Linked DNA regions of Pan troglodytes: region 1 is linked to region 2. Evidence: chromatin contacts called from public Hi-C data. All regions are on one chromosome and are shown on one strand. The core of a region is the stretch at or near the end of the contact, and the rest is flanking DNA. Distances in the headings are between cores, read along the strand shown. Region 1 overlaps SNAP29 (synaptosome associated protein 29). Region 2 overlaps PI4KA (phosphatidylinositol 4-kinase alpha).

Evidence for each region. Hi-C and Micro-C count contacts between places; a contact is called where the count stands out from the background.
Region 1: a Hi-C map of induced pluripotent stem cells shows a contact between it and region 2, with 1.6 times the contacts expected there. The contact joins two enhancer-like sites. A contact is called at or near these places in 2 of 7 Hi-C or Micro-C datasets (induced pluripotent stem cells and stem cell-derived neural progenitor cells).

What each region holds. Positions count from the first base shown.
Region 1 is chr23:22,996,701-23,001,574 of NHGRI_mPanTro3-v2.0_pri, reverse strand. It overlaps SNAP29 (synaptosome associated protein 29), which reads right to left. Exons shown (of 5, transcript XM_514997.9): 4 at 4,857-4,874; 5 at 1-581. The coding sequence ends at 424. Among named protein-coding and RNA genes, the nearest start is that of SNAP29, 30 kb to the right of the region's middle. Within about 2 kb of position 2,749, at least 15 of the 24 cell types and tissues checked have an H3K27ac peak or open chromatin away from gene starts, as enhancers often do. A contact at or near this core is called in induced pluripotent stem cells, where this site is marked.
Region 2 is chr23:22,912,084-22,916,641 of NHGRI_mPanTro3-v2.0_pri, reverse strand. It overlaps PI4KA (phosphatidylinositol 4-kinase alpha), which reads left to right. Exons shown (of 55, transcript XM_024352561.3): 11 at 1,072-1,263; 12 at 1,837-1,937; 13 at 2,917-3,046; 14 at 4,132-4,264. Among named protein-coding and RNA genes, the nearest start is that of SERPIND1, 30 kb to the right of the region's middle. Within about 2 kb of position 2,126, at least 5 of the 24 cell types and tissues checked have an H3K27ac peak or open chromatin away from gene starts, as enhancers often do. A contact at or near this core is called in induced pluripotent stem cells, where this site is marked.

The DNA.
Region 1 (4,874 bases), core at 1,500-3,999, 84 kb before region 2:
TGGCTCACAGGCCCCCTTAACACTCTGACTCATGGTAAGGCTTAGGAATGAGAAATAGAGGCTCATGGCTGCAAGACTGAAATTCTGTCCCCATCTTTCCATATGCTCATTAAAATGAGAAATGCAACTCTTCTTATTCCAGCATGGTAATCAAACGCCCAAGATATGCAGGGCCAGGCTACTGTGCTCAGACAAAAACTCTAATAAGCATTTTGCTGGAAGAACTTGGTGAGGTGTTAACCCTAGGAAAATGTGGGACAAACACTTCCTTATAACAGCAAAAATGTCTTAAGACCTACTCTATTATAACATTTGCAAACACACATTAATTTACATACTAAAATAGTAAATGAAATTTCTTGGAAGTTCAAAAAAAGATCTTTCAAATCTTTTCATCACAATAGAGTGGAAATCCGTCTGTCTTCAGAGTTGTCGAACTTTTCTTTCTGTGCTTTTTATGTTGACATCTAACTTGTCCACTTTGGTTGTCAGCCGGTCAAGAATGTCATCTTGCTCCTCAATTTCTGTCTGCATCCCCAGGGCTATGTCCTTCAGACGGCCCAGTCCCATGGACAGCTCATCTGCAGGAGGAGGAAATGACATGCAGGCATGAGCAAACAGTCACAGCACCTGCAAATGCTTCTTGATGGTGTGGGTAAGGGGGAGAGACAGGGATCTGTGTTGCCTGGGGGGGCTGCACCCACTGCAGAGATGAGTCTTGACTTAATTGATTCTGTCAGGGTGAAGAGTAAAGCCTTTTCCCAGGTTTGTGACTGTGTGTGTGTGTGTGTGTGTGTGTGTGTGTTTGTGCACGCTGGGGGTAGGGAGATATGCCCAGGGCTGCTTTCTGCCTTTTTACTAGGAACAGCAGCCAGGAAAGAGCCAGAGAGGAGAGAGAAGAGGTGGTGCTTTGTAAGCCTTCTTACTTGCAAGATTAAATATAAAACACTAAGAGAAAAAGGATCAGGATACACAAAGCCTTAGCACTGGTACCACAAATCTAAGCAAAATCAGTTTTTTGTTTTTTTTTTTGAGACAGCATTTTGCTCTTTTGTCCAGGCTGGAGTGCATGATCTCGGCTCACTGCAACCTCCGTCTCCCAGGTTCAAGCAATTCTTCTGCCTCAGCCTCCCGAGTAGCTGGGACTACAGGCACACGCCACCACACCCGACTAATTTTTTTTGTATTTTTAGTAGAGATAGGGTTTCACCATATTGGCCAGGCTGGTCTCGAACTCCTTACCTTGTGATCCGCCCATCTTGGCCTCCCAAAGTGCTAGGATTACAGGCGTGAGCCACCGCGCCCGGCCAAAATCAGTTTTTTTAAAAAGGTAGTTTTGGCCGGGCACAATGGCTCATGCCTGTAATCCCAGCACTTTGAGAGGCTGAGGCGGGTGGATCGTATGAGGTCGGGAGTTTGAGGCCAGCTTGGCCAACATGGTGAAACCCCATCTCTACTAAAAAATATAAAAATTAGCCAGATGTGGTGGTGCATGCCTGTATTCCCTGCTACTCAGGAGGCTGAGGCAAGAGAATCACTTGAACCTGAGAGGAGGAGGTTGCAGTAAGCTGAGATCAATGCACTGCACTCCAACCTGGGCGACAGAGCAAGACTCCATCTCAAAAAATAAAATAAAAAGATAGGCTGAGTGTGGTGGCTCATGCCTGTAATCCCAGCACTTTGGGAGGCCGAGGTGGGTGGATCACTTGAGGTCAGGAGATCGAGACCATCCTGGCTAACATGGTGAAACCCCGTCTCTACTAAAAATACAAAAATTAGCTGGGCATGGTGGTGCACACCTTGTAATCCCAGCTACTCGGGAGGCTGAGGCATGAGAATCGCTTGAACCCAGCAGGCAGAGGCTGCAGTGAGCTGAGATTGCGCCACTGCACTCCAGCCTGGGCGACAGAGTAAAACTCTCAGAAAGAAATTAAAAAATATAAAAATAAAAAGATTGTCTTCAGGTCAGGCACAGTGGCTCATGCTTGTAATCCCAGCACTTTGGGAGGCTGAGGCATGAGAATCGCTTGAACCCAGCAGGCAGAGGCTGCAGTGAACTGAGATTGCGCCACTGCACTCCAGCCTGGGCGACAGAGTAAAACTCTCAGAAAGAAATTAAAAAATATAAAAATAAAAAGATTGTCTTCAGGTCAAGCACAGTGGCTCATGCTTGTAATCCCAGCACTCTGGGAGGCTGAGGTGGGAGGATCACTTGAGCCCAGGAGTTGGAGACTAGCCTGGGCAACAAAGCGAGACTCCATCTCTAAAAAACAAAAGAAAAGAAAGAGAAAAACAGTATAATTAAAATTAAAAAAAAAAAGATAAGTCTTCAGCTCTTTGCTTCTTAAGCTTACTAAAATTCATGGCCTCGTGCTCCATGGAGAGCAGAGCCTGTGGTTGCCTCAGGCCTCAGGAGGAAGCTCACTGGCAGCCAGGGCAGCAAAGGATAAGCAAACAGAGAGGCTGAGATAAAATGTGTAATAATGTAAAACCACCAGGCCAGGGCGCTGGAGTCCAGAGAGCTTGCCTGAGATCCTGAAATAGCAGGGAGATGGCGTTAAGACGGGAAGAGTGTGAACAAAGGCAACACTCCCTGCCCCACCAGAGTGGACTGGCCTGGCCTGTGTCAGCAGGGCCAGAGGGCTGAGCTCTGAACTAGCCACTCGCCCTTCTGCCCAGGCCCACCTCCTACTCTAGACTGCGTCCTGCCGGGACCTGCCCAGCTGCCCGTCCACAGTGCCAACTGTGCACCCTCAGCACCTCCTAGTGGCGGGCAGTACTCAGCACTTCTTCCTGCCTCTGAATGCAGTATCCTTCCTCAAAGTCCCTTCTCCCACTTCTGCCAGCAGGCACCAACCATACCACTAGCCCTAACCACTCCCTTTCTCGCAGTGAAGGACAAAGGGCTTTCACGCCTCTCTGGGCTTCTCTGGAGTGGTTAGATCTGGGCAGACACACCTTCTGCCTCAGAGAAGTCTTTGGCTCTGGAGGACAGAGTCCAGGGCATAGAAGGAGGTGGCAGCTGTCTGGGGCTTCCCAGACAGCAAGCAGGAGAAAACCCGTGCACAGACACTCCATGTGCATCTTCATGGGTTTCAGTTTTGCCTTCCACTAGATACCTTTACAGCAGGGGAGGATTTTATTATTTGTCCCCTACACTTTGCCAACTCCTAACAGGTGCTGGGAGACTGACAGGGTGACCCAGGTCACCACGGGGGAGATTTCTGTTCAGGGAGTAGCGGTAGGAGGAGGCAGCAAGTCTGAGACACTACTTAGAATAAACTCACAGAACTGCCCACAGGCCAACACCTACTTGAATTTCAAGTAACTGACTTTTCCATTCAAAAAATAATCACTGGCTAGGGCGCAGTGGCTCACACCTATAATCCCAGCACTTTGGGAGGCCGAGGCAGGCGGGTCACCTGAGGTCGGGAGTTCGAGACCAGCCTGACCAACAAGGAGAAACCTCATCTCTACTAAAAATACAAAATTAGCTGAGCATGGTGGTGCATGTCTATAATTCCAGCTACTCGGGAGGCTGAGGCAGGAGAATCGCTTGAACCCAGGAGGCGGCGGTTGCAGTGAGCTGAGATTGCACCATTGCACTGCAGCCTGGGCAACAAAAGCAAAACTCCGTCTCAAAACAAAACAAAACAAAAAATAATCACTAAGTGCTTGCCTGCTGGGCCCCAGATACAAAGTAGTGACAAAATGGAAACACTCCCATGCTGTCCTGGAATCTACAGTCTGATTGGGAAGACAGCAGGCAAACCAGCAGATACACAATCACAAACGGCCAGGGCAGCCCCCTGGAAACACGAGGGTCCTGAGAGACAGGGAGAGGAGGCCATACTAATGCAAGACTGACAGAAAGAGAAGGAGCCAGCCTGCAGAGAGTCGGGGGAGCCCATCCAGGCAGATAGGGGCCACAAGGCAGAAAGAACTCACATCAGAAATCCCACATGAGCCTGCAGGTGATGAGGGCAGAAGGGACTAGGGCAGCCAAAGAGAGCCTGGACTGCACTGTGAGTGTGTGGGGTTCCATGAGAGAGTTCTGGAAGAATATACCCCTCACTTCTTCTTTTTTTTTTTTTTAGGTGGAGTTTCGCTCTTGTTGCCCAGGTTGGAGTGCAATGGTGCGATCTTGGCTCACTGCAACCTCTGCCTCCCGGGTTCAAGTGATTCTCCTGCCTCAGCCACCCGATAGCTGGGATTATAGGCGCCTGCCACCACGCCCGGCTAATTTTTGTATTTTTAGTAGAGACAGGGTTTCACCATGTTGGTCAGGCTGGTCTTGAACTCCTGACCTCAGGTGATCCACCCGCCTTGGCCTCCCAAAGTGCTGGGATTGCAGGCGTGAGCCACTGCGCCCGGCCCCCTGCACACCCTTCTGTTTTGAAACATCATGCTGGAGGCTGTGTGGCCAAAGTGCCAATTGCAACACGAGCACTAACTCTTACCATCCCAGGCACTTTCTGGCTCAGGTAACCTTTCCACTGTTCTCAGAGGTAGCCCATTTCACAAGGAGGAAAACAGGGCTCTGAGTGGCCAGGTGGGAAGATGAAGTGAGCGGTCACGTCCAGGCTACACTTTATGGCCTCTCAGGGACTCCTGGGTCCCTGGTGCTGTTCATGAAAGTGAGAGGTGGGGAGGGCTCGGCTGGGCTAGAAGTAGGAAATGGTGAGAAGTGGAGAGATTCCAGAGACAGTGAGGTGGCAAGATGGACCCAGCTTGGCGTGGGATGTGATGTGTGGTGAGGGAACTGAAGCTGGAGGATGCTCATGCAGGGGCTATGCTTGGCGTAAGCTGCCTGAAGGACAGTGGCTTACAGAAGCTGGTGTGGCGCTCAGTCTTACCTAGGTTGCTGTCGATCT
Region 2 (4,558 bases), core at 877-3,376:
GAGTGTTCTTCATAAGCTTAAGTTTTGATGAGCACATAATATTTTGTCAGGAAGGTATACCAAAATTTAGTAACCACTTTCCTAATCTGATTCTGAACATTCCTCAGAAGCTGAGTCATCTGGGCCACGGCAAGGGTTGAAACTCCCTAAGAAGGGGCATCAGGGATTGCCCCTGCCCTCCCCACCACCCCTGCTGTGTGTCGCTGGCTGCCTTGGCTGGGCTGACTTGTGCGTGCATCATGGTGGTTCTCCTGAATTTTCCAGGCCCTGGGGATGAGAGTTTGAAAAGTCTCTCAAACTCAGGGTGAGTGCTCTGAAGATCCAGATAATTCTCTTCTCAAGGCTGCAACCAGTTTTTGCCCTTATCTGACAACCTTTTTCTTTCTTTCTTTTTTTTTTTTTTGAGATGGGAGTCTTGCTCTGTCGCCCAGGCTGGAATGCAGTGGCACGATCTTGGCTCACTGCAAGCTCTGCCTCCCGGGTTGACGCCATTCTCCTGCCTCAGCCTCCCGAGTAGCTGGCACTACAGGCGCCCACCACCACGCCCGGCTAATTTTTTGTATTTTTATTAGAGATGGGGTTTCACCGTGTTAGCCAGGATGGTCTCGATCTCCTGACCTCATGATCTGCCCGCCTCAGCCTCCCAAGTTGCTGAGATTACAGGCGTGAGCCACCGCGCCTGGCCCTGACAACCTCTTTCTTAAAAGAAAAAAAAAATCACAGAAGTATCTCATATTGTTAGTGGAAGTAGTTCCAGCAACGATACTTCCCAATTTATATGTTTCATGTATTCAGGTTTTAGTACATTGACTGCTTAAAACAAAGGATGGCTGTAACGTCCCTGGGAAATGATCATTTCCTCTGATTGCCAGGTTGTGTGCACGTGGAGGACAGCTGTGCACTTCCTATCCAACTTCTTTCCAGTGGGCATTCTAGGACCCACAGTGGCCAGTAGCAAATGCTACTTTTCTGGGGTTTTTGTTAAAAGGGGAAGACTGTAGCTGCTGCTAGCACTGCCTGTGTTCTACTGTAGTTTTGTTCCCAGCTGTGATGCCACACTCTTTCCTACAGACCTCCCGACCTCTTTTGTGAAGGAGGTCCATGATTTTGTGCTGGAGCAGTTCAACACGAGCCAGGGGGAGCTGCAGAAGATTCTACATGACGCAGACCGGATCCACAATGAGCTGAGCCCCCTCAAACTGCGCTGTCAGGCGAATGCTGCCTGTGTGGACCTCATGGTGTGGGCTGTGAAGGACGAGCAGGGTGAGACAGACTGCCTTGCCTCTCATGTGAGCTCCAGGCATGACCCAGAGGCTTTCTTGCCACAAGTTTCCCCAAACTACTTCTAGAACACTTGGCTCTGTTACCAGCACAGGCAGTTGCAGTAGGCCTCCTGGGCACGTGCAGAGTGGAGCATTAGCCCCTGCTGTGCTCTGCACGTCTGGTGTCCTGTCCTGCATGGAGGGCACTGGACCTGGGAGGATGGGGATGCCCGTGGCCTCAGGGCCTGTGTATGCTCTCGGCTGCATCTTGCTGGTTCTTTAGGCTTTTCTGTGGTGACATGGAAGCTCAGTGCCTTCAGGTGAAGTGTTTTCCTGGGGGAGGAGTAGAATGGGAAGTTTTCTGTGGAATGAACACTGCGGGGACAAGGGGGCTTAGGCCCAGCGGAGAAGAGAGAGAGTGTGTCACACACTGTGTGACCTCTCAGTATGAATAAGCCCTGCCTAAAGTATGTCTCTGGGGTTTTATTAAATTCTGTGCTTACTTGGTGGATAAGTGTGTTAGAAAGACTGGCCTGTGCTGATCACTCATCTCCTCTTCTGGTTTTGAATTAAGGTGCAGAAAACCTTTGCATCAAGCTATCTGAGAAGCTGCAGTCCAAGACGTCCAGCAAAGTCATTATTGCTCACTTGCCCCTGCTGATCTGCTGTCTGCAGGTCAGTCTCCCTGAACCCAGAGAGGCTCAGATCCCACCTGTAGGGCCTCCCTCTTGTCACGCTGTTGCTGTTCAGGCTGTGGTGGGCACACCAGCAGCAGAGACCCTGCCGGTTCTGTCTTTAGGAGCTTTAACCAGTGCGTGCTGTGCACAGTTCATCACTGAGTGTGGGCTGCCCCCTGCAGGATGCCAGGGCTTTCTGTCAGTGGCATATGGGTGCAGCTGGCTTCAGTTCTCCGTTGTTGTGAGGCTGGGGGCCATTCTCAAGGCCTGTGGGGGAAGGACTGTGGACATGTGCCATGGGGCCACGCAAGGGGATGTCTCCTGACACCCACAGTGCTAGCTCTGCTCTGCCGAGACTCTTAACCTTGTCACAATCCCACTGACTCCACACCTGCCATTGTTTAAAAATTATATTTTGTCTCTTTCTTCTTTAGTATGCTTCCAAAAGAGATGAGCACACTTTAACAATCTATATCCCCTGGCCAGGTACGGTCGCTCACTCCTGTAATCCCGATACTTTGGGAGGCAGAGGTGGGAGGATCGCTTGAGCCCAACCTTGGCAACATAGTGAGACTCCGTCTGCACAAAAAATTTAAAAAATTAGAATTAGTTAGGGATGATGGTGTGTGCCTACAGTCCCAGCTACTCAGGAGGCTGAGGTGGGAGGATTGCTTAAGCCCAGTAAGTCAAGGCTGCAGTAAGCCATGATCGTGCCACTGCACTCCATCCTGGGCGACAGCGAGACCCTGTCTCAAAAACAAAACAAAAAAATAGTAGTTGATGTCCCCTATAGGTGAAGGAGAGTCAGCACCATCGCTTCCGTCTTTTTATGTCCTGGGCAGGTGGCCTGTGGGAGCTTTGACCTTCGAAGTTTTGGGTCAGACTTGGGTACTGAAGGGTTGAGCACCTCCCTGCTCAGGGCCTACTCAGATGGTCCCATACCACAGGCCATGTGACAGGTTGATGGTGTGTTGCAGGGTTTGGGCCGCCTGTGCGAGAGGTTCCCGGTGGTGGTGCACTCTGTGACACCGTCCTTGCGAGACTTCCTGGTCATCCCGTCCCCAGTTCTGGTGAAGCTCTACAAGTACCACAGTCAGTACCACACAGGTAATAACAGACTGTGTGCCCTTCAGGCCCTGAGAAAGGGGCTCTGTGACTGTGTGTGAGCCTCACACAGGTTTCATGACTGTACCTGGGTGCATTCCTTCGCCACACCTTTCCTTCTGTCTTTCCCTTTGCGTCCCCTCCAAGCTCCAGGCCTTTCTTCCCCGGCCTTCTCTCATCCTGTATTCCTGTTACACCAAAGGCCCCTTCAAGTCCTGTTTTCTTTTTGACATCTTTCACTGTGGAAGTCTGAAATGCAAATCCTGTGTGCCCCAAACACTTAGCCAGGGGCCCAGTCCCTGCTACCCCTGCGAGAATGGATTATGATGTTTCCACATATGATGAAACAATAATTAACATTAATTAATTAAACACCTGCTGTGTGCTAGTGTCTCTGATGTAGTATCACCCTCTTACCCACAGTCTCATGAAGGTGGCTGTTTTTATCTTCCCCTTCAGATGAAGACTTAAACTCAGAGCAGTTTAAAGATTTAGCCAGGCGTGATGGCGCTCACCTGTAGTCCTAGCTACTCAGGAGGCTGAAGTTGTAGGATGGCTTGAGCCCAGGAGGTTGAGGATGCAGTGAGCTGTGATAGCGCCACTGCACTCCAGCCTGGGTGACAGAGCAAGACCCTATCTCAAAAACAAACAAAAAACAAGACTTCCCTGAACCCCGTAGTGGGGAGGGTTCTCTCAGGCTCTAAGGCCCCTGCTCCCGCAAGCATCCCTAACCCTCACCAGGCTTTGTACATATTAGTGAGGTAACTCCAAGCACAGGGCCATGCCTCAGTCGCCCTCAGAGCTGCCTTTGGTGGTTGGTCATCAGTACTTTTGAACAGTTGATTGAGAAATTGGTAGTTTTCTGTATTTATCACTTTCTAACTTGAATATTCTTCCTTTTGATTTAAACATATTATTTCCTGTTGCTCTTAGACTCTTCTCTTTCTGAAATATTTGGTCAGATGTTTTTAGAGTGATCATTTTGCTTTTATAAATGATCAGCATATTATCTTGGTTTTTGAATTACAAAGAAGGTGATGGAAAATGATAGGCTTAACTAGGTATATATTTGAATTTTTTACTTTCAGTTGCTGGCAATGATATAAAAATCAGTGTGACCAATGAGCATTCCGAGTCAACCCTGAACGTCATGTCGGGTAAGAAGAGCCAGCCCTCCATGTACGAGCAGCTCCGAGACATCGCTATTGACAACATCTGCAGGTGGGAAGCTGGGCAAGTGGCGAGTAGACAGCAGTGCTCCAGACAAGCGGGTTATTACAAAATAAGAGACATTTATACTTTTTTTTTGAGATTGAGTCTCGCTCTGTTGCCCAGGCTGGAATGCAGTGGCACAGTCTCGGCTCACTGCTACCTCTGCCTCCTGGGTTCAAGCTATTTTCCTGCCTCAGCCTCCCCCGAGTAGCTGGGATTACAGGCGCCCACCACCACGCCCAGCTAATTTTTGTATTTTTAGTAGAGATGGGGTTGCACCACGTTGGCCAGGCTGGTCTCGAA